Linked DNA regions of Mus musculus: all the other regions are linked to region 6. A link is a contact called in public HiChIP or PLAC-seq and promoter capture Hi-C data. All regions are on one chromosome and are shown on one strand. Each heading gives the region's core, a stretch centred on a gene start, on an enhancer-like site or on the middle of the called end of the contact. The rest is flanking DNA. Distances are from core to core; before and after follow the strand shown. Region 1 overlaps Megf11 (multiple EGF-like-domains 11). Region 2 overlaps Megf11 (multiple EGF-like-domains 11). Region 3 holds the start of Dennd4a (DENN/MADD domain containing 4A). Region 4 overlaps Megf11 (multiple EGF-like-domains 11). Region 5 holds the start of 1700055C04Rik (RIKEN cDNA 1700055C04 gene). Region 6 holds the start of Dis3l (DIS3 like exosome 3'-5' exoribonuclease).

Region 1 (3,426 bases), core at 478-2,977, 330 kb before region 6:
CATAAGTACATGTGTGAATGTGTGTGAGTGAGCTGTGTTTGAGTGTGTGTGACCATGTATTAGTATGTGTGAGTGTATAAGTGTGTATGTATGTGCATGAATATGTGTGTGTCAATTAGAGTATATGTGTATGTGTGTGCACCTGAGTGTGTGAGTGTGCATGCACATGTGTTCATGAATGTGTGTAAAGGTATGTGCATGAGTATGTGTAAATGTGTGTGCATGAGTGTGTGTGTGTTAATATTTTTGGTAATTTTTAAAGCTTTGCACAGTCTTGTTCATGCAACTACATCAGCTAGAGGATAAATTTGTCATGCTTAATATGCATCAGGAAAAATCTTTTATGACAATAATTGAGACGGTAGACCATGATGGGGGGTGGGGCAGGGAATGAGAAATTGCTTTTCTGCTCTTAGAACAATGGTGATGAGCATGGAACGGGAAGTGCACAGGTGTGCTTCGTGTGTCGCCTGGCTGTCATTTCCACCCTGCACTCTCTCCTGGCCACACCGGCCGTCATTCCAGAGTTCCAGCTCAGGAACCACACACCCCGAGGCTGGGAAGCTGGCGGAAAGACCTCTTTAAAGGATGCCAGAAACCTTGTGCAGAGAAAATTCAATTGCTGCCCCACTGATCTGGCGGTCGTGACTCTGGCCCCCTCCTGCCTTCCCTAGCCCAAGCAGCTAAGCTTTGCATATGACCTATGGACAGAGCGGAGAAAGCTGAGAAAAATGCAGGAAGGAGTTGGTTCATTTGGGTGATGGAGTGCCTGCTCCCTTTGCCAGCATGCAGGGCTCAATAATGGCAGACAGGGCTTCAAAAAATTGCAGCATGAATAGATGAGCCCTTTAAGGTAATAGAAATGCTGTCATCCTAGGGAGAAATATGGGCCCAAGTCCTGAGGGAGGGGACACTGGGCCCTTCTGTCCTGCCTCCTGAGCTCTCTGTCCCCATTACAACCAGAACTGAAAGAAGGCATCAGGCTGAGGGATGGTCAGAAAAACACCTCATCTCCCCCCCCCCCAAGTCTCCATGCAGGGAGGAGGCTGCAGAAGAGGACTGGGAATCAAGTCACTCAGCCTGGCTGTGACCTTGCAGTCTGCTCCCTGCAGGCACTGTCAGGACAGCAATTAGTTCTAGACCGGTGTGCGCAGGAAGTTCTATCAGGCAGTGTCTTAAAGAGAGCTGTGCTGGGCATCCCAGGGGCTTGTGGGTGTGGCTGTGAAATTAGACTGTTTCCCTCAGTGCTGAGAAAGCCTATTGTCCTTTCTGGCTACATAGCTGCCCTGCAGGTCCCACTCCAGAGGAAGCTGCAGCTAAGGATTTCCTTACTCTCATCCTGTCTGCACCTGCATCCCAGACAGACTCTCAGGGCTCTTCAAGTGGGCATCAGCAGGATTGAATGTTGTGGGTGGCAATCAACCTTTTAAACATGACCATCATGGCTGACACTTGTTGAAAGATGACTAATACACTCTTTGCATACACTAATTAGCTTGATCAGCATACTAACCCTAGCGATTTGTGATCATTTCCTTTTCACATACCATAAAACAGGCACAGAGAGATGGTATCATGTGACCCTGAGGTCACACAGCTATAAAAAGCAGTGAAGCCGCTATCTGAAGGCTGGGAGCCTGGTTCCACATCTCTGTGACCTCTGCACTGTGTAAGGTGAGCTGTCTAAGGTACACCATTGCGGCAGGAACTCAGAGGTGGTGCTGAAGGACAGCTACTCCAACTATCGCTTTACACTGGAGAGAAGGGTTTAGCTAGATGACTCAGCAGTAGGAGCTAAAAGGGTGGTTGCCACCAAATCTGATGACTTGAGTTCAGCATCTGGAACCCACGTGACAGAAGGAGAGAACTGACTCCTGTACACGGCTTCTGCATGTATCCCACACAATAAATAAATAAATGTAATAAAAATAAACAAACCTCAGAGAGGCTCGTGGGGATGGGCAAAGATTCAAGTCCTAGCCTCACTGGCAAGCAGCCCAAATTCCTCTTCCTATAGATGTTAGTCTGGGATCATCTACATTAATGGTCCTGCTATTCCCAAGAATTTCATTTACCAAAGAGACTTCACCAAGCAAGCTGTCCATGTGGCAGGGATGGTAGGTGATGGTGGCTAAGAGGTATGGGGCCAGGGGAGACAGGTCCTTGTTCTCAGGGAGGCAGCCTAAGCAAGAGCCATGGGCTTTGTATGTATAAGAAGTGAATCTGACAGAGAAGACTGTCTATGGAAGTGAGGTCATCTAAGGAGCTGGACTGGATGTTCATAGACACAACAAAAACGAGGCTGCAGCAATGAAGAGGGGAGAGACAGGTTTGGGGCAAAGTGAGTTATGTGTGGTCACAGAGCAGATGAAATGAGGCTGGAGAGTAACAAGAGATAGAGGTGTAAATTTCCTTTGGTGGCATTGAGAAGTCACAGGGACCTGTAAAATGCACCCAGCCTGCAGGAGGGTGAATGGTTCCTATGGCCGGCCTCTCCTCTCCTCTCCTCTCCCCTCCCCCACCACGGTTCAGCTATTTCTTTAGCCAGGGTACTAGGGAAGACAGGTCCTCTCCTTCTCTCAGAGATGCTGTCAGGACAGGGCTACAAGTACCCCAGGACTTTAACAAGACATTCTCCCCACTGCCCTGGCCTCACCCCCAGGCTATTTGGAAGAGCAGCCAGCTGAGATGTGTGGTGCTGTCCAAGGTGCTGAGACGCTGTTCCACCCAATCCTTGTGCCCACAGTTTTGGGGCAGAAAATTTCATTCCTGTTTTACAAAGGAGATTCAGAACCTAAAACATAAGCAGAGCCAATACTATGAACTTGCTTCTTGCATCCTAGCCCAGCACTTTCTCCGCACAGGGAAGACCGTGTGCCCTTCATCAATGGATGTCCTGGGTGGTCCTTTTGCCAAGGCTAAGCTAACACACACAAAAAAACTTTTCTTCTGCCCCCATCCTCACCTCTGTCTCTCAGCTGATGACAGTGGCATCTCACATGACATCCTGAAGGACCAGTCAGAATGGGCCAAGGGTGCTGGAGTAAGCCTGCCTAGAGCAGCAGGGGTGTGTGCTCATGAGTCCACTCACCTGGGGTGCCTTGGTACAGCTCACCCTGATACCCTCTGGGGGTCACATGTGTGCTGGACTTGAGAAAAACTCTCTGCCCATGTAGCTTAGCATCTTAGCAGGGAGCTATTGGGTTCAGGTGCTGAACTATAACTTCTATAGGAAGCTCCCTACTCTTACAACAAACCCTTTGTCACAGTTAAGGACATGCAGGCTTGAGCATGACACAGGACTCACCATAAGCAATGTAGGCAGTGGAGAACTGGGGTTTGAACTCCAGTCTGTGTTGTTCTGGAGTGTCTTATCTATCAAAGCTCATTGCCTTTTGTACATAAAGTGGTTCCTGTCACTGTGGC
Region 2 (3,182 bases), core at 1-2,500, 260 kb before region 6:
GGAAGAGCTGGCTCTGGGCCACAGTTGGCTGGGCTGCATGGGGCCAGCAGCCAGAGCTGGCCTGGGCTCTGATGGCTGTTCTATGAGGTACAGGTAAGCTAAGTATATTAGTTACTTTTGTGTTGCTGTGACAAAACACTGTGACCATGACAACTTATAAAGGAAAGACGTGGGCTGTGTATGGTTAGAGTCCATAAAGGTGGAGTAAAGGCATGGCGGCAGGAAGAGTGGAGAGCTCACATCTCGATCCAGGAGCAGGAGGTAGAGAGAACACACTGGGAATGGCAAGAACAGCTCAAGCCCTTGAAACCTCAAAGCCAGTTCCCAATGACATCTCTCCTCCAACAAGGCCATACCAACTGCGGGCCAAACACTTAAATCTATGAGCCATGAGCCATGGGGGCCATTTTCATTCAAACCACCACACTAAGGCAAGCTGTTACTCTAAGGCCTGGTCTTACCAAGTAAGTGGCTTGGCCTGGATGACCCCAGAATTCCTGACTGAAGTTCTAGCAGGCTTGTCTAACCTGATGCTCACGGGCCCTGTGTGTCCTAGGATGGCTATAAACATGGCTGAAAACATTTGTAGAAAATATCATATTGCAATAGCAAAAGTATAAACACTCTCTGCTCTGCTGTGACCACATAGTAAGTCCCAGACATGTTTAGGACACTCACAAAAGCTACGGACTATCCTCACCAAAATGCTCATGAACACATATATAACTCATGCACATATGCATACACAGAACCGCCCAGGAATTCAAGGTATTTATGTCCTACTATGCACAGACTCCAGGCTAAAAATCCTACATTGAAGCCCTGTCCTTTGGTTATCCTCTGGATATCCAGCAGCAGCTATTTTCTCAGAATCCCTGGCTTTTGTAGACTGCCTGTCAACTCAGGGCCTGCGGCTGGATCCTCTCTGAAAGAAGCAGGGCTGTATCTCTGAACCATTAAACACGGCCCTGCAGGGTGACCCGGTTTGGAGGTGGCCCAGCTGGGGCTAGAGACAGTAACCATGTGCCCGGGACACATGCAGATCCAGTTAAAAGGCAGATTAATGGGTGGTCAGGTGCAAGGAAGTCGGCCAAGAAGCCATGCTGGGGGAACACAAGGCGTTTGTTTGGGTTCATGAAGCAGTTTCTGCATCCTTCCGAGCTGGCCTTTCTGAACGGATAAGCTTCTCAAAGACCCCGCAGCCCAGCTGTGAAAAGGCTCTTCTGTCTTTGCTGGCTGCACAGTTCACACAAATCCAAGTGGGGTCCGACTGCCCAGGAGTGTATGCAGAGGAAGAAAAGATGAATGGGCTGGATTACAGACCCTGTTGCCATGGGCAGATAATAGCGGCAAAGTGCCAGTTGCAGAGACCAAATGTCCTTACCCCGAGTGGCGAGAGAGTGCCAATCACAAGGGATTAAAAACAGCTTGGGGCATGGCCTATGGAGAAAGGCCTGAGGCTGGGCACACAGCCAAGAAGAGGCTGGCCTGTTGGGGGTGGTCTGCAGACTTGGAAAGGGGTGAGGATTGTCATCGCTGAGACGCCGGGGTGGGAACGTAGGGTTTGGGGGGCTAGAGGGGAAAACCTTTGGGCTTAGGGTGAAGCTGTTATGGTTCTAAAAGAGCTCTGAGCAGTTAGGGACCAGCTAACTAACGGTCTCTTGGGAAATCTTGCCACCCCAGAGCTGTGTAAAGTTCTGGTGCACAAGCTAACCTATGTCAACCAGCACAGTGGCTCCAGGCAAGTCTCTGCTCACCGCCCTGCTGCTTGGAGGAGCAAGGCAGCCCGAAGCATTTCCTGGCTATCTCCATAATTATGAGCCTGTAGTCAGCCCTGCGGTCCTGAACCTGCCAGACATGAGCCTACCGTAGGATGCTGTAGAAGGCTTAAGGGTGGTGGGAGCTCTCTGCAGAGAAGACCCAGTCTTGGAAGGAAATGATTCTCTCAAAGTCACTGACCAAAGCACCTCCATGGGTCTCAGCGCCCCTGTTTATAACTGCCGGTGCTTGTCTGGAGAAAGGACTCCTGGTGTTTGGCATGGACTGCAGCGGCCTCTGTGTTAGGCCTTTGATGTATATATTATATACTGAGTCATTTCCAAGAGTGGTGTTATCATTCCGTTTCGTAGACATAGAAACCAAGTTTGTCGTGTAAGCATGTTGAGCCAGGATCTTGGTGAGTCTGGATTCTGAGAGTTCTTTTTAAAAACAGGGTCTCATGCAGCCCAGGCTCAAAGTTGCTATGTAGCTGCGGATGACCTTGAACTTCTGGTCTTGCTGCGTCCACCTCCCAAGTTCTGGGAATATAGTCGTGCAGCACCATGCCCAGCTGATGTGGGGCTGGGGCTGGACCCCATGGTTTTATGCAAGCTAAGCAGATAGTCTTTCAACTGAGCTACATCCCGGCCGTGGCTTTGGAGTTTGTAAAGTTAAAATGTGGAAGGACTTTGTAAACTGTTTTAAGAGTACTAGTTATTGAGGGCTGTGTGGCCAGGGGAAAAAGATGTTAGGATTTCAGCCCTGTCTAGCTTAGCTAAAGGCAAGAGGTAAGTGGGGGCTGGAGAGAGGCAGCTTGGGCACTGGTAAGGATGGAGAGGGGGCCTGTGTTGGTAGTGGACTGTCCGTAGCTCCTCCCTGGCACTCAGCCTCCTACCAGCCCTGCTAATGGTCTTCAGGGGAAATCATCTGCAAGAGGCAATTTTCTGCTGCTCTGAGATCAAAGCCCGGCCTGGAGTGAGCCCCTCACTGGATAATGAAGATGAATCCCAGCCAGGTCTGCCCAGAAAGAGCGTTAACTAAATGAAGATGGCAGTTTAGTGACTGGGGAGTTTGTACTGCAGCCAAATTGAACTCTCTTTTCCAGCAAGGAGATGTAAAACTTGGGTTGCTGCCCAAAACTGGAGCGTGCACCCCCAACATGTATGCGTGCATGTTCTCTCTCCCCGCCCCATGATTTCAGGAGGGGCTGGTCCCATGCCTACACCCGGGTGGGAGCCTTCTGGTCTATTCTAACTTGGCTCACTGAAAGGCTTGCTGGACCATGGCCACTGCAGAGTTAAGAAGAGACCAGAAGCCTAGGATAGGGAAAAGCTTATGTGCAAAGGGGCTCAATGTCTTCTTCCTTACTCTGAAGACAAGGGGAACATGATGTGGTCAGCTCTGACCAGCCTAAATGACCACCA
Region 3 (3,254 bases), core at 533-3,032, 470 kb before region 6:
ATTTGCCCAAGAATCCTTACTTATAAACTAATCTTGGGTTCCCCCTGAGACTCCTCTTTATAGTAATCTCAAATGCACCACAATAACTTAGTGTAACCTGGGCTACGATGTTTACAGGTGTCTCCACCCCCTTCCTCCAAGGAAAGAGGAGGTACAATGGGTGGGCAGAAAACAGATTAAGGCTGTATATACACTAAAGATAATCTTGTGATAATGTAATATTGTTTATTTTACTTTTGGGCTACCCTTTTCATTCATATCTAACACACTTAAAAGAACAATATACTCACAGAGTGACACAATTCCTGCCCTCCCATGTCTCTCTGGCTGGCTGACACCCACTTTCCCCTCAGATAAATACAAGCCTGTTGACTGATGCCTGTCCTGTTTTGCAAACAAGAAATAACTGTCCTATAAGACAAATAAAAACCGTCTCTACCGCTCTGAGGCCAACCATTCGTCTGAAGGAAAAGCACACTGGAGCAGCAACATCCAAGTTTCCCTTTACGTCCTGTCATTTAAAAGCACCATAAAAGAGATGTCGCTGCGACCCAATTCTAGGTCACAAGCTTTTTTGCCCCTTCTCCCCCTGCCCCCTCCTTCGTCTTTCCCCTCTAGAAAGAGATAAACTTCAAAAGGAGTGGTGATGACCAAGAATTGCGCGCGCGTGTGCACAGACACACACACACACACACACACACACACACACACACACACACACACACACACTGGTCAACTTGGACGCTGGCCGGGCTCACGTGGAACCTGAGCCCCAGCCGGGCCCCGGCATCTGGACTGAACAGCCGCGGGAAAGCAGCCCCCGCCGCGGGTTTGAAACCCAGAGCAGGTGGGATTCCGGGAAGCAACCTTACGTAACGAGCTTGTCAAAATCCCAGCTTCAGGACCTCCCCACCGTCCGCCCCCGCCCCATCACCCCAACAACAACAGCCCCAGGCCAGCACCAAATGGCCAGTCCGGAGGGACCCCCCCGGTGTCCCGCGCTCGTTCCCACACGGAGGCGCGCGAACGCCATCGACAGCATCTCGCCATCCTCCGGGACGGCCAGAGCCCCTCCTAGCAGCTGCCCGCGCCTAGCGGCCCTCCAAGTCCTATCACCCGGCTCGGCGTCCCCCTGCCAGTCACCTCCTCAGGGCCGTGACAGCTCCCTATGCCACCGATGCCCACGCCGCCGCCCCCGCCACTCACCTCCCCGCCGGCCCCCGCGCGAGCACCGGGAAGAGCCTGAGATGCAGAGTCTGATCCCCTCATGCGCGGCGGGCGGGACACGAGGGGGCTGAATGTCGCGGCGCTTGCAGCCAGCTTAGCTCATCTCCCGGCCCGGCGCTCCGCCCAGCCGTCTCAGTCAGACGGGACTCCCCCTCCCCGCGCGGTCGCCAAAGCCTCCGCCTCCTTCCTCAGCACCAGCCGCCGAACCCGCCGCGGCCGGCGCCATCTTGGGAGTGACGGTAAAGACATGGGGGCGGGGACTATGGCAACAAAAACCAATCACAGGCCGAATCTGACCCGAGGGGCAGGAATGGGCCGAGCTAGGGGGTGGGTCGTGGGGGGAGGGGACTAACAAGGGTCCCGCAAGTGGGCGGGCCGCTGGGTGGGGCTGTGGGCGGGGTGGGGCCGGGCTGGCTGGTGACGGCGAGTGTAGCTGGGGAAACGCGTCGTGGTTCCCCTTCAGGTTGGGAGATTCCGAGCCCCTGGCGAGTAAGAACAAGGCGCACTGTACCTTCCTCTTTCACAAGCATCCAGCTATGGCCAACAGACCTGCTTCTTCCTTCCCGGCACTGCTGCTTGGTGCAGTGGTCTGAGCTGAGATCCGCCCACCAAAGTCACTGGTATTCTGCAGAAAACCCCCTAAGCGGTTAGCAACCACCAGTAGCTTTCAGTCCCGAGACAGAGGTCAGGGAAAAGGGGGAATTCAGAGGGGTTCTCTGAAAAGCGCGTTGATAAAACAGCTATTGTTGATTGAAAGGGTGTCCATTACATTGATTAATTGGATATGGCCTACTTAAACTAGACTGCAGGTCTACTGTTAATGGCTATTGGCAAGATGCCTTTGAAAAATGTGGATAATAAAGGTTGATTACCTCTACAGAGTTACTCAGAAATGTAAAGTGTATGCCTAAAAAGTATTGAATAATGTTAGCTGGAATTCTATGAACAAATGAAGGAAGAAATAGGACCTTTTAAAAAAAAATTCCTCTAGGTTGAAGTTAATCTATGCAAAACAGGCTTCATCTTTATTGCCAACCGAGATTACAGTTTTATTTTATACCTCCACTCCTTCTCTTGGACTCATTCATCCAGACAATATTGTTGGAAAACCCAGCAGGGCTGACACACAACAGTCAGGGAACCAGAAAAGGTCTGCTTTGAGGGAGTTGAGGTCTAGTGGGAGAAGCTCAACAACAACAACAACAACAACAACAACCAAATATATTTAATGCTTGGAGAAGAAACATAAAAGTTCTAGGAAGAATTCTAGGTAGCAGATAACAGGGTGGTTTTTGAAACCAGAGTGATCAAGGCTGTGCCTCTCTGAAGTGCAGGAAGAAGCCAGTAATGGAAGAAAGGCCCCAGAGAATTGAGTAAAGCAAAAAGATCATGCAGAGAACCTGCAATAGGGAGGAGCTTGGCTTTTAGAACTGCGAGGAATCTGTGTTGATGAGAAATGTATTTTGCCTGGAGAAGCCTTCCATTAGATTAGAGAGGGAGTTGAGAGCTCCGTTGTATAGGGCCTAGAAATACAAGACTATCCTTAATTCTAACTGCAGGCCGAAGCCACTGAATGGCAAGTAGGGAACAAAGCAGCTGGGAACAGTGAGTGGTACTTGAAGAATGGCATCTATATTTATATTCTAGACAACATATGGACCAGAGAACCTGATTGAGAGGGTTTGTTTTTTTTTTTTTAAATCTAAGTTTGAGTCTCTTCAACACTGAGTTCACCAAATATAGTTCAAATTGTTTAAAAAATGTGTGGGCATCACATTATATTGTGTAGATAAAAATACACTAATTTCACTGAAAATTATTAAATAATACCATTGTTGATCCCCACACCCTCCCCCCCCCCTTTTTTTTTTTTTGTTTTGCTTTTCCGGGACAGGGTTTCTCTGTTCAGTCCTGGCTGTCCTGGAACTCACTCTGTAGACCAGACTGGCCTCAAACTCAGAAACCCGCCTGCCTCTGCCTCCCAAGTGCTGGGACTAAAGGCGTGCACCACCTCTGCCTGGCAAAAA
Region 4 (3,433 bases), core at 264-2,763, 350 kb before region 6:
GACTGGATTTGATCCCTCTCAGCTGTACCATGCAATGTCACCTAGGCATAGAGCTAGAGTCAAGTTGAGCCCTTTGGACAAAGGTTAATGTCTGTTCAATTGAATGTGGAGTAAAAGACCCAGCAGAGGAAATGACCTGCCCAGAGACACCTAGCAGGGAGTGGCAGAAGTCAACTAGGCAAGTGTTGCAGTGTAGCCTGACTGGTGCCCTTTCCCAGCACTAGCCTCTGGTTCACTCTTGCCTCGCTCATGGGGGAACTACCAGAGGATTAGCAGAAATGCTATGAAGAGAGGCTCCCAACTGTGAATAAAAGGTAATGTCATAAAACTCAACTGGTCTGGTTAGAACTCTCCAAAGCCACCCATAATTGGGCCCTTCCCACCCTGTCCAGGCACCCTGCCACCTGTATGTTACCTTGGTCACACCTGATTCCTTTGAATCCCGGGCTACAGTAACAGGTACCAGTGACGTGGTCACAAGTGGCATTGTTCATGCACTCACATAGCTGCTGACACCCATATCCAAAGGTTCCAGGGGCACATCCTGTTTGGCATGCAGAATGCAAGTAGACAGTGAGACACAGCCACACTCCACCCCTCCCACTCCAGGTGGAGAAGTTCATGGCAAGAGATCATTGTGTCCCACCCACAGTGGAGCCTATTGAACTAGATTGCCCATTGTGCATAGATAGCTGGGGATGGGTAGAGTCAGTGCACACCTCTCCCTCCTGAACTCATTTAAAGAGCTGGAAAATCCTGCCTTCATCTGGCCCCTCCTTCCTATGCCTATCACACCTCAGCCCTATCTAAAGAGGAAAGAAATCCTCACAGCATGAGTGTATAGGGTTAGCCTTCAGTCTTCCCCAGAAGTTGTCCTCAAAGTCTGGAATACAGGAGCCCAGTACCCTGGATGGGGGTTGGGTATGGGGAGGATGGGGTTGAAAGAAGCAACTTTCCCAGGTTAGGGTAGCTTACTCTGTTCACAGTGGCGGCCAGAGAAGCCTGTTCGACAGGTGCATTTCCCAGTGATGTGGTCACAGCTGGCTCCATTCTGACACTGGCATATGTGCCCACAGTCCTTCCCAAAAAATGCTGAAGGGCAACCTGCAACAAGACCACAGGTCACAGTTGGTGTGGGCTCAGGAAAACTGAGGAAATGTTGCTGGGACCAGGCTGGTCTGCTGCTTCCTGCGCAGCATGGGATAAAGACGAGCGAGGCCCACAGAGACATCTGTACCCACTGAACCTTGGGCTAAAGGGGAGGAGGGTAGGGACAAGGTTATCCATGCAACTAGGGCCTCAGCAGCAGAGGACAAGCTCTGGTCTCTGCTGTGCAGCCCTGGGATTTCTTCCCCATGGTCCAAGGGTCTGATCTGGTTGATTGCTGGGATACCCTTATAGCCTTGCCCTCTCAAGACTTTGGATGATCCTGAGGTGTGGCTGGTCCTGGGGCCAGCCTCTTCCCTCCCTCTCTGCAAACCAGGGCTATTCGCAAAGTGGCCAGTAGGCTGCAGCATATGACTGGGAGTGTCTGGGAGGCAGGGCTTACGCTGCGTGCAGAAGAGTCCAGTCCAGCCAGGGGTGCAGTGGCAGGCCCCATCCTCGGCGCTGCAGCTCGCCCCGTTGTGGCAGCTGCATGTGTGGAAGCAGGCAGAGCCCCAGAACCCAGATGGGCAGGCTGTGGGGGTGGGGTGGGTGGGATGCAGAGGGGGAGGGCAGGACAAAGGAGCAGGAGGAAAGGAAGGGGAGGTGGGTACACATCAGAGCCAGAACACCTGGACAGACCCAGAGGGGCATCTCTTGGCCTTTGGGGACTTGATATACTAGTCACAGAATCAGCTCTCCTCTTGGCCTCAACCCCTGGGATTGCTATGAAGACCAGACTCTGCCTATTCTAATCTTGGATGACTTAAGGCAGCCCTACTCGAAGGGCTCCTACACCTCCATTCATAGAGGGACTCACAGGGACAGGGGTGGAGTAACACCAAGGGCTCTGACTTCTCCACAGGTGGCAGGGCCAGTCTTGTCTTTGGGTTCAGGTGCTGTTTGAGATTGGAGCCTGTGGCTTTCATCAAAATGGAATTCTTCCAGGTCCGGCCATTTAACTGAGACCTCCTTACAGGTACTGACAGTGTCTCACCCATTAGACAAGGAGCTAATTAATTAGGCCAAGGCTGGGGCCCCTTTGGGAAGGGGTTGTTACCTTGGTATCAGACTGTAGCTCCATGTTAAGGCCTAAGGTGTTCAGGACATCACTCACAGGGGGCCATCCCACAGGTGTTCCCCTTCTTCTAAGAGTGGCTATGCTAGCCTTGCCATTCACAAACTCAAGCATACCGGTCTTGTTCCCTCCTCCTCCTCTATATCCTGACTGCATCTTCTATAGGCAGATGCTAGTGGAGTATAATTCTCAGGATTCACAGCACTAATGGCAGTATTGATGCCCTTAATAACCTGCAGTAACCATATCCATGGTCAGTTCCAGTAACTCAAGTTTGATGTAGCATAAAATGGGACTTTCAGGATCAGGGAACAGTGACATGGCTCAGTGGATAAAGGCACTTGCCACCCAAACCTGTGGTGAACCCAAGTTTGATCCCTGAAACTCACATAAAAGCTGAAGAGAACTGGTGCTAGAGAGTTGGTCTCTCACTTCCACATCCTTGCTGTGGCACTTATCATACACACAGAAACAATATAAAGAAATAAATGGGCGGATATCCTTGTCTGCAGGAGAACGGGGGACACTTGCAGGGGTGCCAGCTTACCCTGTGAGCAGTCCTTGCCAATCCACCCAGGGAAGCACTGACAGGAGCCATCGATGGGGCTGCAGGTCCCATTGTTGGCACAGGAACAGAGCTGGGCACAGTCCTGCCCGAAGTGCCCTCCAGCACACACTGTGGGCACAGGGAAGCCTGGCACCGGAGCCTTCCCAGGCCCTAAGAGCCACCACCCACACAGCCACACCCCAAGTTTCCTAGGCCACAGCCCTGACTACTCTAGGTGTGATCTGGATGGGAACCTTCACCTACAGTGGCAGTTGCCCTTCTCCACAACAGCAGCTCCCCAAGAGGCCCTGTCCTAATTCCTTTTTACAAGGACAGGCTGAGGTCCATAGAGGGGATGTCAGTAGTCTTGGGTCTTACAGGTAGGAAGGCCTAAGGAGGAGTTGGTGTCTCTGGACACTCTGCTGAGCATTCCTAGACGACCTCCCAGCCACTGGCTTTTCCCTGGGTTATTCTTGACTAACCTCCTAGACACATGGACCACCACACACACCCTTCTCTGGACACTCCTGGCCTTTCTTCTCCGTGCTTTCCTATGGCTAATGCCGTCTAAATTCCCATGACCCTCAAGTCCGGCTATGGACATCCTGCCTATAAGACTCATCTTAAGTGTCACCTCCCTTGGAACAATAAGATGGAGCAAGACT
Region 5 (3,210 bases), core at 311-2,810, 300 kb after region 6:
TAACTACTTCCCCAAGGCAACACTGGTAGAATGGAATTTTGGTTTGTGACTGGGGTAGATGTTGCTGGTTGTACCTCCAGCTCCAGGGTAAAAAAAGTCTCAGCAACGCGCAGTTAGGGGGGGGGGGGTGTGTGTGCTCTGGGTGAGGATCTATCTGGTAAGGAGCAGGCGGGTTGTCTTTGCAGAGCCAGTGGAGAGGTGGCTCTAAGTGGAAACTTCAGGAAGGCACCTGTTAAGAGAGACCCATCACTCAGCGATGGAAAACAGAGGAGTGGTGGCTTCAAGGGAGGTGGAGTGAGCGGTTGAGACCCTGGCTTTTGAGTTGGGTGGATTTGAATTTAGATTTACTATCCAGCCCCTCCCCCACCCCCTTTTGAACGCTGCTGGCTGAAGACCCCAGGGTCGTCCGTGGACCGACTGCCACTGAACTACATCCAGCTTTCTTTGTGCTTATTTGGGGACTGAATCTCATGTATTAGCTGCTTTTCTTGTTGCTGAGACCAAATGTCTGACAAGAGCTACTTTGGGAAGGGTTCGCTTCGGCTCGGTCTGGAGGTGCTGAGGGTGCACTCCATCATGGCAGAGAAGACCTGGCCGCTGAGGCAGGTGGTCACGTGGTACCCACAGTCTGGAAGCAGAGAGAGGTGGAATGTGCTCAGCTACACTTCCTTCTACTGAGTTCAGGGACTCCTGCACATGGAATGGTTCAGCTCACGGTTAGTATGAGGCTTCCCACCTCAGTGAACCCACTCGAGAAACTCCCTCCCAGGTGTAACCAGAGGTTTGACTCCTACAGGATTCTAGAGCAGGGGTTCTCAACCTGTGGGGTTCACATATTAGATTATTACATTACAATTCATAGCAGTCGCAAAATGACAGTTATGAAGTAGCAGTGAAAATAACTTTATGCTTCGGGGTCACCACAGCGTGAGCAACTGTATGAAAGGGTCATACAGCATTAGGAAGGCTGAGGACCGCTGCTCTAGATTCTGTCACGCTGATAATCAATATTAACTAGTCTCACCAAACTTTCTAGGCAGGCTGACTTTGAACTTGCTATCCTCTTGCCTCAGACTCTTGAGTAACTGGGATGACAGGCATACACTGCCAGGACCAGCTCAATATCCAGCACGTGCTCTCTGTGAAGCCTTGGGGAGCGACTTAGCCTCTGAGTTTATAAAATGAGATCTCAATATGGGAAGCTCCCCCCAAGGCATGCACAGACAGGATGGTTGTTTAGAGAACTTTAGAGAGAAGTTGGGTGAGGGGTTCTGGCAAGGCATACAGTAAATGCCCTATAAATGTGCCCGTGGACATCATTCACAAGGACCTAGGGGTGAGGAGGAGATGGGAGTTTGGCTGAATGATGGCCCAAAGACTGAGTCCCTGAAACCTGGGGATATGTAAGGTAACACAGTCAGGGAGAATAAAGGTAGGGTGGATCTGGGTTGTTAATCAGCTGACTCTGTCACAGAGAGATTGTCCTGGATCATAGGGAGGCTTGAAGTCACAAGAGCCATCCTAGGTGCAACAGTCAGAACCCCGTCAGAAGGACAGTCAGAAGGCGTGTGACTGATATTCTACCGGCCACTGTGGAGGAGACACGAGCCAGGCAAGGCAGGCCACCGCTAGAAGTTGGACAGGGCAAGTGGGTGAATTCTTTCTCCCCTCAAGCTTCCTCAAAAGCCCAGAGTTGGGCTGCTGAGACAGTTCGGCAGGTGAGGGCACTTGCAGCCAAGCCTGACAAACACAGTTCAGTTCCCCACACCTACAAGGGGAAAGGAGACAACTGGCTCTGGCAAGTTGTCCTTTGACAACCCCCCCCCCCCCACACACACACACATGCATGTTATGTCATGGAAGGCTTACTCCAAATAAGTAGATACAATGTAGTGTTAAAGAATAGGTGGGCAGCTCTGGCTACACTTAGATTTGAGCCCAAGGATACCCGTGCATTTCAGACTCTCAGAACTGGGAGGAAATGGATTGGGATTGCAGTAAAGACACTGTCTTTTTAATTTGTCACCACAGTGAAAGAAAAGGAAGCAGGGGCATTAAGCTTTGAACACCAGCAGGCTGGCAACAGGCAGAGGCCAAGGCAGGCAGGGTAGCTGGGAAGGATCAAAGGAGCCTCCATATCCTGACACTCCAGGACAGAGTTATCAGGAACAGGGGAAAACTGTGTGTCTCTTTGCAGAAATAAAGAAATGGACAGATTTCTCCAGTAGGGTCTGTGCCCTTGGTAATGGCTGAGCCTCTTCCTGGCAAGAGCTGGTGTCTCCCTCACCATCTTTTCAGTCTAGAATTGGATTTTTGTGTAACCTGCTTTGGCCAAACATTTGTAGGTTTGGAGCCTGGCCTAGGGAGAGGTTGCACACTCCTGCCACAGCTGGTTTTTTACCACCTGCTCTAGCCCAGGACCAAGCCTGGACGGACAGACATCTTTCGACATGGCCTCAATAACTCTTCTTCCCACAGCTCCTAGCAATACTGTGCCCAGTTACTTACTGTCTTCCACTGAGCATGGGCTGTACATTTCTAACACACAGTGTGCTGCATTGGCTGCTGTTGGCTGATACTTTAGGTACCAAAAGGGCTACAGAGCTCTCTTCCAGTCCCTGTTCCTGTCTCTCTCTCTCTTTCTCCCCTCCTTCCCTTGCTGGCTTTTCCTGGAGGATCATTGATGAGTAGGGTCAGGGAAGGGCTGAGGATAGCTCAATCAGAAGGCCCAGGTGGGGAGCTGGCTACAGCTTTGGAGAAGACCCGAGAGCTGCATCCTGGTGAAGAAGTAGCCCAGGCTGGCACTAGTCCATGCTGTTATATCATTTTAGTGAGAAAAGAAAAGGGAGGAAGCCCAGCCAGAGAGAGTGGAGTCGGGAGGGGGTGCCACAGAGAACTGAGAACCTTGGGAGAAGATGCAGAGAACTCTCAACATCCAGCAGGGAGTCTATGGAAGTATACACACACACACACACACACACACACACACACACACACACACACACAGTTCTTTTCTACACAGTTTTCTCTGTGTAGCCCTGACTGTCCTGTAACTTGCTCTGTAGACCAGGCTGATCTCAAAATCAGGAGATCCTCCTGCCTCTGCCTCCTGGGTGCTGAGAGGCAGCACAAGAGGCATGTGCAACCTCACCTGGCTTAGTTCCTGACTTTCCAAATGAGGTCACTCACTTGGTATCCTGTTCTGTCCGT
Region 6 (3,198 bases), core at 460-2,959:
CAGCTACATGTCCTGATCCTGTCTCAAAAAGGCAGAGAGAGAAAGGAGAGGGTGTGAGGGGAAGAGAGGCTAAGTACCAACTAAGCTACAGCCTTATTTTAAATACTGATAAAAATCAACTCTCAATAAAACTCTAGCTATGCTCTATTCCTTAAAGGGTGGTTCATTTGCAGACAATTTCTAGCTACAAAGTGCTGAGGAGAGATATTAAGGGCAGATTAGTACCTAATCAAAGTCGTTCTTCCAATCCATAGCATCAGTGGCTTAAAAAAGATAGGAAGGGAGCTGGGGAGGGATTGGTGGACAGTTATCTAAGGCATTTTTTATGTAGAGAACAATTTTGGCTACTCACTGTCCTCTGGTCTCTCTGGAACTGACTCCTGTATTAGACAGGGAGAGCCTCTTTCACTGTGGAGAGCTTTAGGGACTCTCCTTGCACTGTCTGGTGCCTGTTTGCCAGCTCTACATTATTTTCCTGTTTGTGCAAGTCTACCTTGAGTTTCACCAAGTGATTTGACACAGAGATATGAGGAGGAGGAGGAGACCATGACCCTTTAGCATTCCCTTAGGGTGAAATGAGAGACTGGTCCTGGTTTATTTCAGCTGCGTTGGAAGAACCAGGTGTTTCCAGCCAACTGGGCCAGCCACATTAACCAAAGGTTGCCAAGCAGTAAATTCCTTTGGTGCAGGCGCTCTCTCTTTTATTCACCAGTGACTAGATGATGCTTAACCTGCTTTGAAGTTGAGCAGTTTCTAGCTTCAAGATTGGTTCTGAAACATAATAACTAGGTATCCTTGGGCACTTAAGCTCCCTTAATGCAGCCTCACAGCCTATAAAATGATACAAATAAACACCCACTCCTTTGATTTAAGGAAGCTAAATGATACTCTTGCTCCAGTGGGCTCAGTGCTTGGAGAATCCAGGGTGTGTGGTCTCCCAAGATACCGTCCTTTTTGTCAAACACTACAAGCACAGTACTTAGAGATCATGTCAATAGCGGCTCTAAGAAGTCCTTTGCCCGAGGCTGCCAGCGCTATAAAAGTTGTAGAGTGTTTACCCCAGAAGGACTGGTTTTCATTTTATCTGTAGTGTTTGAATGTTTACGTGTATTAAAATTTAAAATAAGCATATTTTTGAAGAGGAAAACCGGTTTGGCCAGCAGGGTTACCAGCTTTTTTGCTGAGCTTTTCAATTCTTTCAGATACTGCAAAAACAAGGACGAGAAAACTCTACAGTTATTACCTCTGGTTTTTGTTTTGTTTTTTGTTTGTTTTTTGTTTTGGTTTTTCGAGACAGGGTTTCTCTGTGTAGCCCTGGCTGTCCTAGAACTCACTCTGTAGACCGGGCTGGCCTTGAACTCAGAAATCCACCTGCCTCTGCCTCCCAAGTGCTGGGATTAAAGGCATGAGCCATCACTGCCCGGCATTACCTCTGTTGCTATGGCAGCCCTTCGCACACGGGCCTGTGGGTAGAAACAAAGTAAAAAAAATAATAATAAAAATAAAAATAATAATCCTTTTACACTCGACTCTTAGACTACCTGCCACATCCTACCTTCACACCCGAGGATTCTTCGGGTGAAGTTTATCTACACTTTTCCCGCCCGGGGACAACTAAGGCACAGAGAGGAATAAAAGGCGCGAGTAGGACTGGGCCCGGAGGATTCTCAGCCCTGGCTAGGTCGCTCCCGGTAGCGGTAGCGGGAACGTGAACGCTGCTGCCTGCCCGACCAGGCCCGAGGGGCGGGCCTCAGGCCTCGGTCTCGCCTGAGCCTGCCGCCTGCCGCCCGCCGCCCGCCGCTTCCCGGCCACAGTGCCGGGCGACGCCGCCAGCATGCTGCAGAAGCGGGAGAAGGTGCTGCTGCTGAGGACCTTCCAGGGTCGGACGCTGCGGATCGTGCGTGAACACTACCTGCGGCCCAGCGTGCCTTGCAACAGCCCGCTGTGCCCGCAGCCTGCCGCCTGCCGCAACGGTCAGAGCCGGGGTGGACCGGGAAGGCCCGGGCGGGAAGAGCGAGGGAGGCCGGAGCCGGAGAGGGAAGCCGGGGCTCGGAGAGCGAGAGAAGCCGGGACTCGGAGAACGAGGGAAGCCAGGACCAAAGGAACGAGGGAGGCCGGGGCCTGACGTAGCGAAGGCTGCCGGGCGCGAGCGAAGGGACCTGAGGCCTGAGGAGCGAGGGTGGCAGAGGCCCAAAGAGCAAAGGGAATCCCGGCCTGGCGTCGCGATGGCGGCGGGGCCCTAGTGAAGGAAGCGGGACCCAAGGAGAGAGGAGAGCGGGAAGCTGAGCAGCGAGGGCGGCTTAGCGCTGGCATCAAGGGCGGAGCCAGACCCTCGCGGACTGTAGGCAGCCGGAGCGAGCATAACCGTCTGGGCTCGGCGGTACTGGGGCAGCCGGGAGCGGCCCTGGAGCGTCCCCGGTGCGTCCAGTCTTCCCTCCCAGTGGCCGGCACAGGCAGGACCGGCCTCTGCAGCCTCAGGGGCGCTCCTCTCCGGACCTGCCTGCTACAATAGCCGGGCTAAGTGGAAGAGCCTGCAGGCACCGGATGCTTCGGTTTTTCCAGGGGGACCTAAGGGCGTAGGCACCTCCTCCTTTCTGCCCGAAAATGCTATTGGCACCTTACTCCTGAGCGTATTACGCTGGCTGGACATTTGACATTGCCTGCTCTGCTCCTGCCAGTACGCAGACCCTCCAGCTGTTTGTTACCCCTAGTGGGAGATGAGCGTGAGGGGGTCTTTTCAGAATACATGATTGAGGTCACAGCTTGACCAAGGTGTCAGTTGAGTGGAAGCCCATTGATTGAACAGCGCATCCTTTTTAGGACGTTCTCCTCAACCCTAGAACCGTGTAGCCGTGTTAGGAAGCTTCAGACCGAATAGCCTTGGAATTGTTAGATGCTTACAAGGGGTCAACACACACACACATGTGCACTCTTGCCCTTACATATATATACACGTGTGTATATGTAGATAGAGATATAATGGATATGTAAGTAGCCAACGCAGTCAGTGCTCATGCATGTCTGTGATGGCTTAGTAGAAATTTAGTTTCTTCCAGGGACGTACTTGTTTTTAAAATATCATTCTTTCGAAGAAGTGCTGGCTACAACATAAACCATGTTGGGCTTGTATTTAATCACAGCTGAGGGGAGGGGGAGCAATGGAGCTGAACTTTGAGCCTCCACCAAAGTAGATTTGTC

What was found. Promoter capture Hi-C pulls out the DNA fragments that hold promoters and counts their contacts. HiChIP or PLAC-seq counts read pairs in DNA pulled down with a chosen protein or histone mark.
Region 1: a contact with region 6 is called in an H3K27ac HiChIP or PLAC-seq map of trophoblast stem cells, with 5 times the contacts expected there. The contact joins the enhancer-like site here to the promoter of Dis3l in region 6. A contact is called at or near these places in 5 of 39 promoter capture datasets (the C10 cell line, the HPC-7 cell line, HPC-7-derived erythroid cells and 3 more), 1 of 15 datasets of contacts at CTCF or cohesin (large pre-B cells), 4 of 484 Hi-C or Micro-C datasets (bone marrow-derived macrophages, embryonic fibroblasts and embryonic stem cells), 24 of 115 datasets of contacts at active chromatin or transcription factors (VIP interneurons, bone marrow-derived macrophages, craniofacial prominence and 15 more) and 4 of 9 other capture datasets (adipose tissue, embryonic stem cells, liver and 1 more).
Region 2: a contact with region 6 is called in an H3K4me3 HiChIP or PLAC-seq map of neural progenitor cells, with 11 times the contacts expected there. The contact joins the enhancer-like site here to the promoter of Dis3l in region 6. A contact is called at or near these places in 8 of 39 promoter capture datasets (the 3T3-L1 cell line, the HPC-7 cell line, HPC-7-derived erythroid cells and 5 more), 8 of 484 Hi-C or Micro-C datasets (the G1E-ER4 cell line, the N1E-115 cell line, bone marrow-derived macrophages and 1 more), 23 of 115 datasets of contacts at active chromatin or transcription factors (T-cell acute lymphoblastic leukemia, acute myeloid leukemia, bone marrow-derived macrophages and 15 more) and 2 of 9 other capture datasets (adipose tissue and macrophages).
Region 3: a promoter capture Hi-C map of second pharyngeal arch cranial neural crest shows a contact between it and region 6. The contact joins the promoter of Dennd4a here to the promoter of Dis3l in region 6. A contact is called at or near these places in 14 of 39 promoter capture datasets (the 3T3-L1 cell line, the SN4741 cell line, cranial neural crest and 9 more), 5 of 484 Hi-C or Micro-C datasets (cerebral cortex, cortical neurons and embryonic stem cells), 16 of 115 datasets of contacts at active chromatin or transcription factors (SST interneurons, astrocytes, effector CD8 T cells and 12 more) and 2 of 9 other capture datasets (embryonic stem cells and liver).
Region 4: an H3K4me3 HiChIP or PLAC-seq map of embryonic basal ganglia shows a contact between it and region 6, with 8 times the contacts expected there. The contact joins the enhancer-like site here to the promoter of Dis3l in region 6. A contact is called at or near these places in 20 of 39 promoter capture datasets (the 3T3-L1 cell line, the C10 cell line, the HPC-7 cell line and 11 more), 5 of 15 datasets of contacts at CTCF or cohesin (embryonic stem cells, large pre-B cells, pro-B cells and 1 more), 95 of 484 Hi-C or Micro-C datasets (the CH12 cell line, the G1E-ER4 cell line, the MC3T3-E1 cell line and 40 more), 40 of 115 datasets of contacts at active chromatin or transcription factors (the 230-238 cell line, SST interneurons, T-cell acute lymphoblastic leukemia and 28 more) and 5 of 9 other capture datasets (adipose tissue, embryonic stem cells, liver and 2 more).
Region 5: a contact with region 6 is called in a promoter capture Hi-C map of erythroid cells, with 8 times the contacts expected there. The contact joins the promoter of 1700055C04Rik here to the promoter of Dis3l in region 6. A contact is called at or near these places in 3 of 39 promoter capture datasets (erythroid cells, neutrophils and stem cell-derived epiblast-like cells) and 1 of 9 other capture datasets (liver).

What each region holds. Positions count from the first base shown.
Region 1 is chr9:64,666,017-64,669,442 of GRCm38.p6, reverse strand. The region is part of intron 10 of Megf11 (multiple EGF-like-domains 11); the gene reads right to left. Among named protein-coding and RNA genes, the nearest start is that of Gm36311, 18 kb to the left of the region's middle. Within about 2 kb of position 1,727, at least 37 of the 459 cell types and tissues checked have an H3K27ac peak or open chromatin away from gene starts, as enhancers often do. A contact at or near this core is called in embryonic limb bud and trophoblast stem cells, where this site is marked.
Region 2 is chr9:64,604,074-64,607,255 of GRCm38.p6, reverse strand. The region is part of intron 5 of Megf11 (multiple EGF-like-domains 11); the gene reads right to left. Among named protein-coding and RNA genes, the nearest start is that of Gm36311, 80 kb to the left of the region's middle. Within about 2 kb of position 1,250, at least 41 of the 459 cell types and tissues checked have an H3K27ac peak or open chromatin away from gene starts, as enhancers often do. A contact at or near this core is called in the N1E-115 cell line, forebrain, neural progenitor cells and 2 more, where this site is marked.
Region 3 is chr9:64,809,539-64,812,792 of GRCm38.p6, reverse strand. It overlaps Dennd4a (DENN/MADD domain containing 4A), which reads right to left and starts at 1,782. Exons shown (of 35, transcript NM_001162917.1): 1 at 1,773-1,782; 2 at 1,207-1,453. It overlaps Gm36459 (a long non-coding RNA gene), which reads left to right and starts at 1,378. Exons shown (of 3, transcript XR_379559.2): 1 at 1,378-1,466; 2 at 1,691-1,847.
Region 4 is chr9:64,689,466-64,692,898 of GRCm38.p6, reverse strand. Megf11 (multiple EGF-like-domains 11) reads right to left here. Exons shown (of 25, transcript NM_001134399.1): 16 at 2,769-2,897; 17 at 976-1,104; 18 at 416-544. Among named protein-coding and RNA genes, the nearest start is that of Gm36311, 5.3 kb to the right of the region's middle. Within about 2 kb of position 1,513, at least 35 of the 459 cell types and tissues checked have an H3K27ac peak or open chromatin away from gene starts, as enhancers often do. A contact at or near this core is called in cerebral cortex, cortical glia, differentiating embryonic stem cells and 7 more, where this site is marked.
Region 5 is chr9:64,039,815-64,043,024 of GRCm38.p6, reverse strand. 1700055C04Rik (RIKEN cDNA 1700055C04 gene) reads left to right here and starts at 1,560. Exons shown (of 3, transcript NR_040726.1): 1 at 1,560-1,718.
Region 6 is chr9:64,339,768-64,342,965 of GRCm38.p6, reverse strand. It overlaps Dis3l (DIS3 like exosome 3'-5' exoribonuclease), which reads left to right and starts at 1,709. Exons shown (of 17, transcript NM_001001295.2): 1 at 1,709-1,973. The coding sequence starts at 1,835.